Linked DNA regions of Mus musculus: region 2 is linked to region 1. A link is a contact called in public Hi-C data. All regions are on one chromosome and are shown on one strand. Each heading gives the region's core, a stretch centred on a gene start, on an enhancer-like site or on the middle of the called end of the contact. The rest is flanking DNA. Distances are from core to core; before and after follow the strand shown. Region 1 overlaps Cfap61 (cilia and flagella associated protein 61). Region 2 overlaps Cfap61 (cilia and flagella associated protein 61).

What was found. A called contact is a pair of places that touch in the nucleus more often than the background predicts.
Region 2: a Hi-C map of cerebellum shows a contact between it and region 1, with 1.9 times the contacts expected there. The contact joins two enhancer-like sites. A contact is called at or near these places in 1 of 15 datasets of contacts at CTCF or cohesin (large pre-B cells), 2 of 484 Hi-C or Micro-C datasets (the N1E-115 cell line and cerebellum), 2 of 115 datasets of contacts at active chromatin or transcription factors (embryonic stem cells and neural progenitor cells) and 4 of 9 other capture datasets (adipose tissue, embryonic stem cells, liver and 1 more).

Annotation. Positions count from the first base shown.
Region 1 is chr2:146,043,706-146,047,535 of GRCm38.p6, reverse strand. Cfap61 (cilia and flagella associated protein 61) reads right to left here. Exons shown (of 27, transcript NM_001369121.1): 17 at 1,989-2,123. Among named protein-coding and RNA genes, the nearest start is that of Gm34629, 54 kb to the left of the region's middle. Within about 2 kb of position 1,900, at least 34 of the 459 cell types and tissues checked have an H3K27ac peak or open chromatin away from gene starts, as enhancers often do. A contact at or near this core is called in cerebellum, where this site is marked.
Region 2 is chr2:146,167,075-146,170,904 of GRCm38.p6, reverse strand. All of the region lies in intron 25 of Cfap61 (cilia and flagella associated protein 61), which reads right to left. Among named protein-coding and RNA genes, the nearest start is that of Insm1, 53 kb to the left of the region's middle. Within about 2 kb of position 2,209, at least 41 of the 459 cell types and tissues checked have an H3K27ac peak or open chromatin away from gene starts, as enhancers often do. A contact at or near this core is called in cerebellum, where this site is marked.

The DNA.
Region 1 (3,830 bases), core at 651-3,150:
TTTCTTTCCACCTGGAGCTCCAGTTCATCTGAGGGTGGCCCAGTACCAGAAGTGACGGGCAGAGGACGGACTGGGGGTGTCTTGCATGCTTGAAACATGTTCCTGCTACTAGCAACAGCTCTGAATGCCTCCCCTGTAGCTCCAACCCTCCCACTCATTCCGTGACAGTGCTGACTGAAGTCACAGGAGCCCCACTATGCAAAAGACCTTCCTTTTACGGAGCCCTGTCTATGTGAAGGCATTTCAGGAGAAGGGTCAGGATCTCTTACCTTTCTTGGATCTGATTCACAAGCCGCAAAGCATCCTGTGGTGAGACCACGCCCTCTGCCTCCTGAGGCTCCTCCCCTCTGACCCGTAGGACCCAAATTGTCCAAGAATACATCATTGCTTCCAGGTGCTGAGTAGATGGGGATTTTGGTGGTCCTCCAGGGGAGGTTTGGAGTAAGAAGCCAAGTGTAAACTAAATTGATCTATGAAGACCTAAGCACATGGAAGCTTCTGTAGCAACTGGAAAGACTGATTCTATGTCCGCAAAAATCTAACAGTAGCATAACTGAACTTGGATTTTGTCTGTCTATGCTTTTTAAATCTCATTTTTTCCCCCAGGAATTAATGTTGTTAAAACTAGGAAAGAGGGGGCTGGTGAGATGGCTCAGTGGGTAAGAGCACCTGACTGTTCTTCCGAAGGTCCAGAGTTCAAATCCCAGCAACCACATGGTGGCTCACAGCCATCTGTAACAAGATCTGACGCCCTCTTCTGGTGTGTCTGAAGACAGCTACAGTGTACTTACATATAATAAATAAATAAATAATTTTAAAAAACTAGGAAAGATTGAACATTTAAAAAAAAGCTATAAGGGAAAGGTCTCTCACTCATGGGGAGCTGGGGAGGTGGGTAGGAAACTATCTTCTATAATAATTGAATCTGCTTGTCACTTTTGATAATAAAAAAGTTAAAACAAACAACTTGCTGTTCATTTTCAATGAGCAACAATTTGTAATTGTTAGGGGATAAGGATAAATTTTGTAATTTTACCAATATAAGGATCAGGCCAGACTTGAAGAGGAGGCCTCTTGGCTGGGTCTGCTCCATCCCTGCCCCTGTAAGGCTGAGCTGGGAGCAAGGTGTCTGCACCCTCCCTCTGTGCGGAGGCTGAGGCGGCCCCTCATCTCTGAGGGGCAACTCCTCAGCTCGATGTTTTAAACGCTCACACGTTCATGTTCCTCTTTTAGCTTTCAGGAAGAGCAAATCTTAGCCACTACAATATTTTGTTTTTATAATAACTTCAACTCAAAGTACCCAGAACATTGGAAGCCTACATGTTGGTCAAGTTCACACAGTTATGCTGTCCACTTAAATTACAATCAAAGCATGGCTTTGCCTTTCACATTCACAAACATTTACACTCGGGTTCCAACCCTTTTCTTGTCTGGTCTCAATGGCGTCCCAGGGTTATTTTCTACCTCGAGGTAGGTAAAATGAACAAGGCTCATTTTGACTTCCCACTTTTACGTGTGCATGTTTAAAACAAACAAACAGCTTATCCTCAGCTTAACACCCAACAACTCCAACATGGCATTTCTCTGTCAACTTTGTCCTAACAGCAAAAAGACCACTGACTGACTTAAAGCGAACGATCAATTGAAAAGAGGATTCTTCTTTTGAGGATGGGGAAGGAAGATAAAACTATGCTGGGGTGCGCACGGCTCTAGGTCACTCATTTGTCCAGGAACCAGCAACAACACACGAGGTGCCCCTGCTGTATCCTCTGAAGGAGGATGTGGCTACTGTTTTAGGCTTTCTATGAAATAAGCACTCGAGGGCAAGGCTGCAGGGAGCCCTTGCAGGGCGCCGCCTGTAAGGGTATGAGCGCCAGGTTCCCTGTAATTAAGAAGCAGCCTGCTTGGTGAAGACAGGGCTGCCACCCCATCTGCCAAGCCCGCGGGAGCTGGCACCGTGCCTCCCTGCCTGCCGCCCTGCTACCCACCTGATCCTTGGAGACCTCCTTTGATGGAGCGTTTATGCCAAGCTTTTCCAGAGGATAGACAATCTGTCGTCGTGGTCGCACGGGAACCAAGTAATGAAGGGCAGATGTCAGGGAGTGGGAGTAAGAGCTCTGGAGCTGAAAGACAACCATCTCTATTTTAGGGGAGAGAATGTCAGAGGCACAGCGCAGATGTCTTCGTGCTGCTCGACAAATACAAAACTCTTAACTCGGCCAAGTCAGAGAGGGGAGGGGAAAAAAATCAGCAAATAAACAAACATACTCTTCGAGCAGAGGAATGAATTGCAGATAATGCCTCACACTAATGAAGATAATTATGAGGGTAATTACTTTACTATCTCTGTGGGAATGACAGATAAACAAGTGGTTTGGTTTATGGGATTTTTCAGTACAAGTATTTCCCCCAGGAGACTATCCCTCTCCACAGTGATCATGAATCAGCTTGATCTGACCCCATTAAGCTGTGTTATCTGAGTCCTGTTAACCTTTGTGTGTTTGGCACAAGACGCTTTGACACACAGAGATGAAAATGCCATCCAGGGGGCAACCTCGCCCAGATGTGAAGGCGCTCCAGTAACTTTACTTGGGCTTTTTTTTAAAAAATAAAATGAGGGTCTCGTGAAAGAACTGGGATGTGGGGAACAGGAGAGGAGGAGCGAATGATTTTGATTTGTAGAACGACTGAACCGTGAACTGCATTTATGCTTGTTGAAATAGATAATACATAATTTGTATAATAATGCTTTAAGTAGTCATTTAATCTAGTTTTTAAAACTTGACAGAGAATGGTGGCTGACATTTATGAAATCTTGGAAATAATAATAATAACACCTCAGGGCCAAGAAATCATTTCAGCCTCAAGGGTAAAACTGTGAAAAGCGAAACTGGCAATGATGTATCTATTTGTTGAATTAGAGTCAGAGAGCAAAGAAGTCTAGCAGAACATTAGCTGTATTTTAATAAATATAATGCTTTGCAGACGATTCATGTACTGTTTTATAAGTAGCCACGAACATATTTTACGAGCTTCTAGAAATGCTTTCTAGAATCTTTAACCACTGCACATCATACCCTGACTTCACATGTTACTGAGCAGCATTACCCAGGAAACCCTGCCCAGGGTGCTGTGTGTGTATGTATATATAATATATATTATATCTGTGATTGTCTATGCCGGTGCTTCTCAGCCTTCCTAATGCAGTGACCCTTTAATACAGTTCCTCGTGTTGTGGAGACCCCCAACCATAAAGTTATCTCATTGCTACCTCATAACTGTAATTTTGCTACTGTTATGGCTCATAAATGTAAACATGTGATATGCAGGATATCTGATATTTGAGCCCCAGGGGGGGTCACAAGCCACGGGCTGAGAACTTCTGGTCTATGTCCTGATGCAGGTCCTCTCATGAGATTAGGAGAGGCCCACACTGCAGTGAGATATAGGCAGATCAATTTTACTGCTAGAAGACTTGGAGCAGAATTTGATAATTCTGACTCAAATGACTTGGGACAGCTTCTTACTCTTGTTTTACAATGAGCATGAGTAAATCAACCAGCAGTGTGACTAAGGAAACCTGTTTCCAAATGTGTTTCCGGTGCCTGACAAGCAGTTTGGTGAGGAGACACAGGTGCAATGTCCAAAATGTCTTTACTACAGATGCAAATGGACTTTGTTCCAACCGGGCATATACCGGCAGCATGGTAAATAGAAACTAAGAATTTAATATCACACCTGCAAGGTCACACAGTTGCTATGCAGTCAAGTGTAAAGTGAAGGAAATTGTTTGGGTCCATGGTTTTCCCGTACAATTTCCACACTGCCCT
Region 2 (3,830 bases), core at 960-3,459, 120 kb before region 1:
CAAAATACCTGAGATGACCAAGTTTTCACAGAAATGGTTTCTTCTGGCACAGGGCTTTAGAGATTTGTGTAACTATTTCCTCTAGGTGTACCATGACCATTAGCCATCATGAAGTAGAATGATTGAAGTGACCTGTGGCAGAACACTCTGCGTCCAGTCATGGCAATGAAAGAGGCCAAACAGTGCGGTGATGGCTAGATCCATGGTGATGTGATGAAGCTGTTGCCATTTCCCTGTAGAACTGGAGCTGGTCAGAGTCCCAGCTGACCTTCCACTCACTGCTCCCTCTTGCCCTCAAGCTGTGTGTATGATCTTGGGGTTGCTAGAGCATCCCGGAAGCACAGGTTGGCCTTGGGTTCAGCTTTTGAGAGTCATCATCCATGCTGGGATGGGATTTGATGATGTCATAGCTGTCTGGGAGTGACCCATGTTCATGGAAGTGAAATCCAGGGAGCTCCCTGCTTCACCAAGCTGGTCTTGACGAGAACCCTTTCCTCCATCTGTTGATAGCCTGTTTGGATGGAGCTGGTGCATCTCCTCAGGAGGACACACCCCAGGACTCCAGTCCTTGGCTGGGTCCACCCACTGCTGTTTAGGCCTCTGGTGGAGGCACTGAATAGCTTTGGAGGGAAGGTGGCTAGAAAAACTGTTCACCTCATGATCAGGACAAGAGAAAAAAAGAGCCTTGTCCTACTTGTTGGGAGCACCCCATGACCTGAAGACCTCCCTTTATGCCCCATCTCTTCAAAACATAGTAATAATAATAATAATTTATTATTGGTAGTTAGATTTTGAAAGGTCTCTGGAGATGGGTATAGAAGTTTAGTATTCAAGTTACTACCTTACAATAGCAAAAGGCCATGGAGCATTTAAAAAATAGAAAGAGAGGGAGAAAAAGAGGGAGGGAGAGAGAGAGAACGTGTGTGTGCTCCATCCAGCTTCCAGTCATAAGCACATGGCCTTGACTGAAGGCTAATAATTAGGGGACTGTAGGCCGTGGGCCTGCTGCATCCTACTTTGCAGTTCCAAAGAGAGAGACCGCACAAGGTAGCTTTCCTGAGGGAACAACTTCTGGAGTCTGACAGTTCAAAAAGGTAATGGCAGCCTTTTAAAGGGCCTGCTCGAGCTCCATTTAGAATATTGTGCAGAGCAGCACTTACCCACTAAAAGTAGGCTGTGGAGTGTTCAGGAAGCGTGCGGGAGAGATGGCGCTGCTCACAGGGGGAGAGGCCGTCAGGGCCGCTTTGAGAGCTGAGATGTTAAGATGTGAAAGGAGGTGATTTAATCAAGGCTATGAGTATCTGATGGGCTCCCACAATGAAGCTGGGGCAAGACCCATTCAGGCTGAGAGGACAAAGGATGCTACAGACTGCTAATTAAGGGTAAGGGGTGGGGGAGTCAGCAGGCATGACCTTTCTTTTGCAGGGTCATCCATAAGTGAGGCTAAAAAGATGAGCTACAGTTAAGAAAGCAGGAAAAAAAAATGTGGTGAACGCCTTGTTAAAGTCTGTGACAGGCCACATCTCAGCAGACTGCCTCAGCCAGCCACTCTCTCCCACCTGGCCTTCTCCTTGAGGTTGCTGCCACCTCTGATGACCTGGGAAGGAGGAGCAGACCCAGCCAGGAAGAAGGTCCTGTTTACTGTAAACCTGTCAAGGGACTTAAGACAGACACTGGCAGGCTTGAGCGTGTGGCTCTGTGCCTATGTGTATGTGTCTGTGTGCATATGTGAGTGTACATGTGAGTGTGTGTGCATGATATATGCACACCTGGGATGTCAGCTATACAAATGCTTCAAGGACAAGATTGGGGAAGGAACAGATTTTAGTGACATATTATGTGATTTTTAAAATGGTGGTTGATTTAAAAAGGTCTATATTATTTTTCCAAAGTGGTAAATCAATCAATCAATCAATCACAATCAAATATCCTGCCCCAAGGCACAGAGTAGTGAGGAGTGTTCTCCCTTGCCTTCTGGCGAATCGGTTCTGTCTGTCTGTCTGTCTGTCTGTCTGTCTCTCTCTCTCTCACACACACACAGTGGGTTAAATAGTTCTTACACACCCAAGTAGAGAATTAGTTCTCCCTCTATAGTGCCAGTAGTTTGTCCTGGCATGTGAGGTAGAGACAAAGAATAAAGCACAGACGAGCTGAGCTGAGCCAGCCTGGGCTGCAGAACCCCAGCTGCTATGGCCCTGTGGCCGCCGCCTGCTGTGCATCACTCTGGCTGACTGCTCAGTTGTCACCCCACATTCCCTCGTGGCTCTAAGTGAGTCTCTGCTCCTGAGGTCATGGGGGTCTCACAAAGGTCCCGAGAGCTTCTCTGAATCAGAAAGGAGCTGTTCTTGGAGAAACACAGAGCACTGGATACCATCAGCCCTGCCAACAGGGAGGAAGGTGTCCTCAGTGTGGTGGATGGCTGAGGAAATGCAGCTGTCTTGGAATGAGACACATGGCTGGTGCAGCCAAGGTCAGGAAAACAATTGGTAATCAGATCTTGGCCAAAATCAGCTGAGCCATTCACCCTGCGTGGAAAGGGCCAAGTCAGCCTGTCTGACAACAGGCAGGGAGAACAGTACTGGGCCAAGAATCAGCGCCTCGGCCTGGCAGTACTTTGTGGCACTTGAGAAGAATGTGGCTGCAGCTGCGTGGGTACATGCCTGCCAAGGCATGGTGGGATCCTCAGGGCCTCGCTTACAAATGCGTGGCCAGCATCTTCCTACCCCCTGCTTCTTTCTGACAGATGTCAATCGGCACTGCCTGTTATCAAGTACTGTCCAGTCTTATTTGGCCATCCTGAACATCCACTCTTAACCGACCAACCAAATTAACTTTTATAATTATTAGCATCATCAGACAACAGCTGCGCCCTGACTCCTGGCCTCCAGCTCACCAGTGTTTCAGGGAGAAAACAAGTCAGCTGGGGCTTTGACTCTGGCTGAATGGGAAAACATTCTTTTTTTTTTTCCACATTAGATTGCTAGCATCTCATTTACCACTGAGTAGGTTTTGTTTAAAAGGAAGGAAGGAAGGAAGGAAGAGTCCCTGGAACTCAGATGTTTCAAGGAACATTGACTGGCAGCAGTGATGGAGTCCTATCATGAGCTAAGAAGAAAATGAATTTGCTTTTTAAATACCTGTTATTTATTTATTTATTTATTTATTTATTTATTTATTTATTTATTTATTTATTTGTTCACTCTCGCTGACAGGTGAATTACACACAAATAGATAAAAAGAGCAGCCCCTCAGTTAAATGACATTATTGCTCTTCTGACCTAACAGGTATCTACAGACCATTCCATCCCAACACTACAGGATACACACTTTTCTCAGTAGCTCACAGGACTCTTTCTATAACAATTTATGCACTAGGAAGCAAAACAGGTTTTTAAAATATAAGGAGATACAGACAAGTTCTCATCCTCTACCTGACCGCAATGGGATGGAATCTGAGAACTACTGCAGGAGAAACTATAGAGTAAACACAAACTCACAAAGACTGGACACTGCACCACTGAATGGGGGTCATCAAAGAAATCAAGAAGGAAACTTAAAGATTTCTAGAATTGAATAAAAAAAGGAAAACGCACCATAACCAAACCCATGGGATAAAATGCAAGCAACCCTAATGGGGAAGTTTACAGCCGCAAGTACCTAAGTTCAAAAGTTAGAGAGATGGAAAATAAGTAGCAATGTATCTTAGGTCTTGGGAAAAGGAGACCAAGCCAAACCCAAGAATCGGTAGCTAGAAAGAAGCGTGATCCAGTCAGAAGTGAATGAACTAGAAACAACAAAGATACAAAGAGTCAATGAAGTTGGTGATCTGA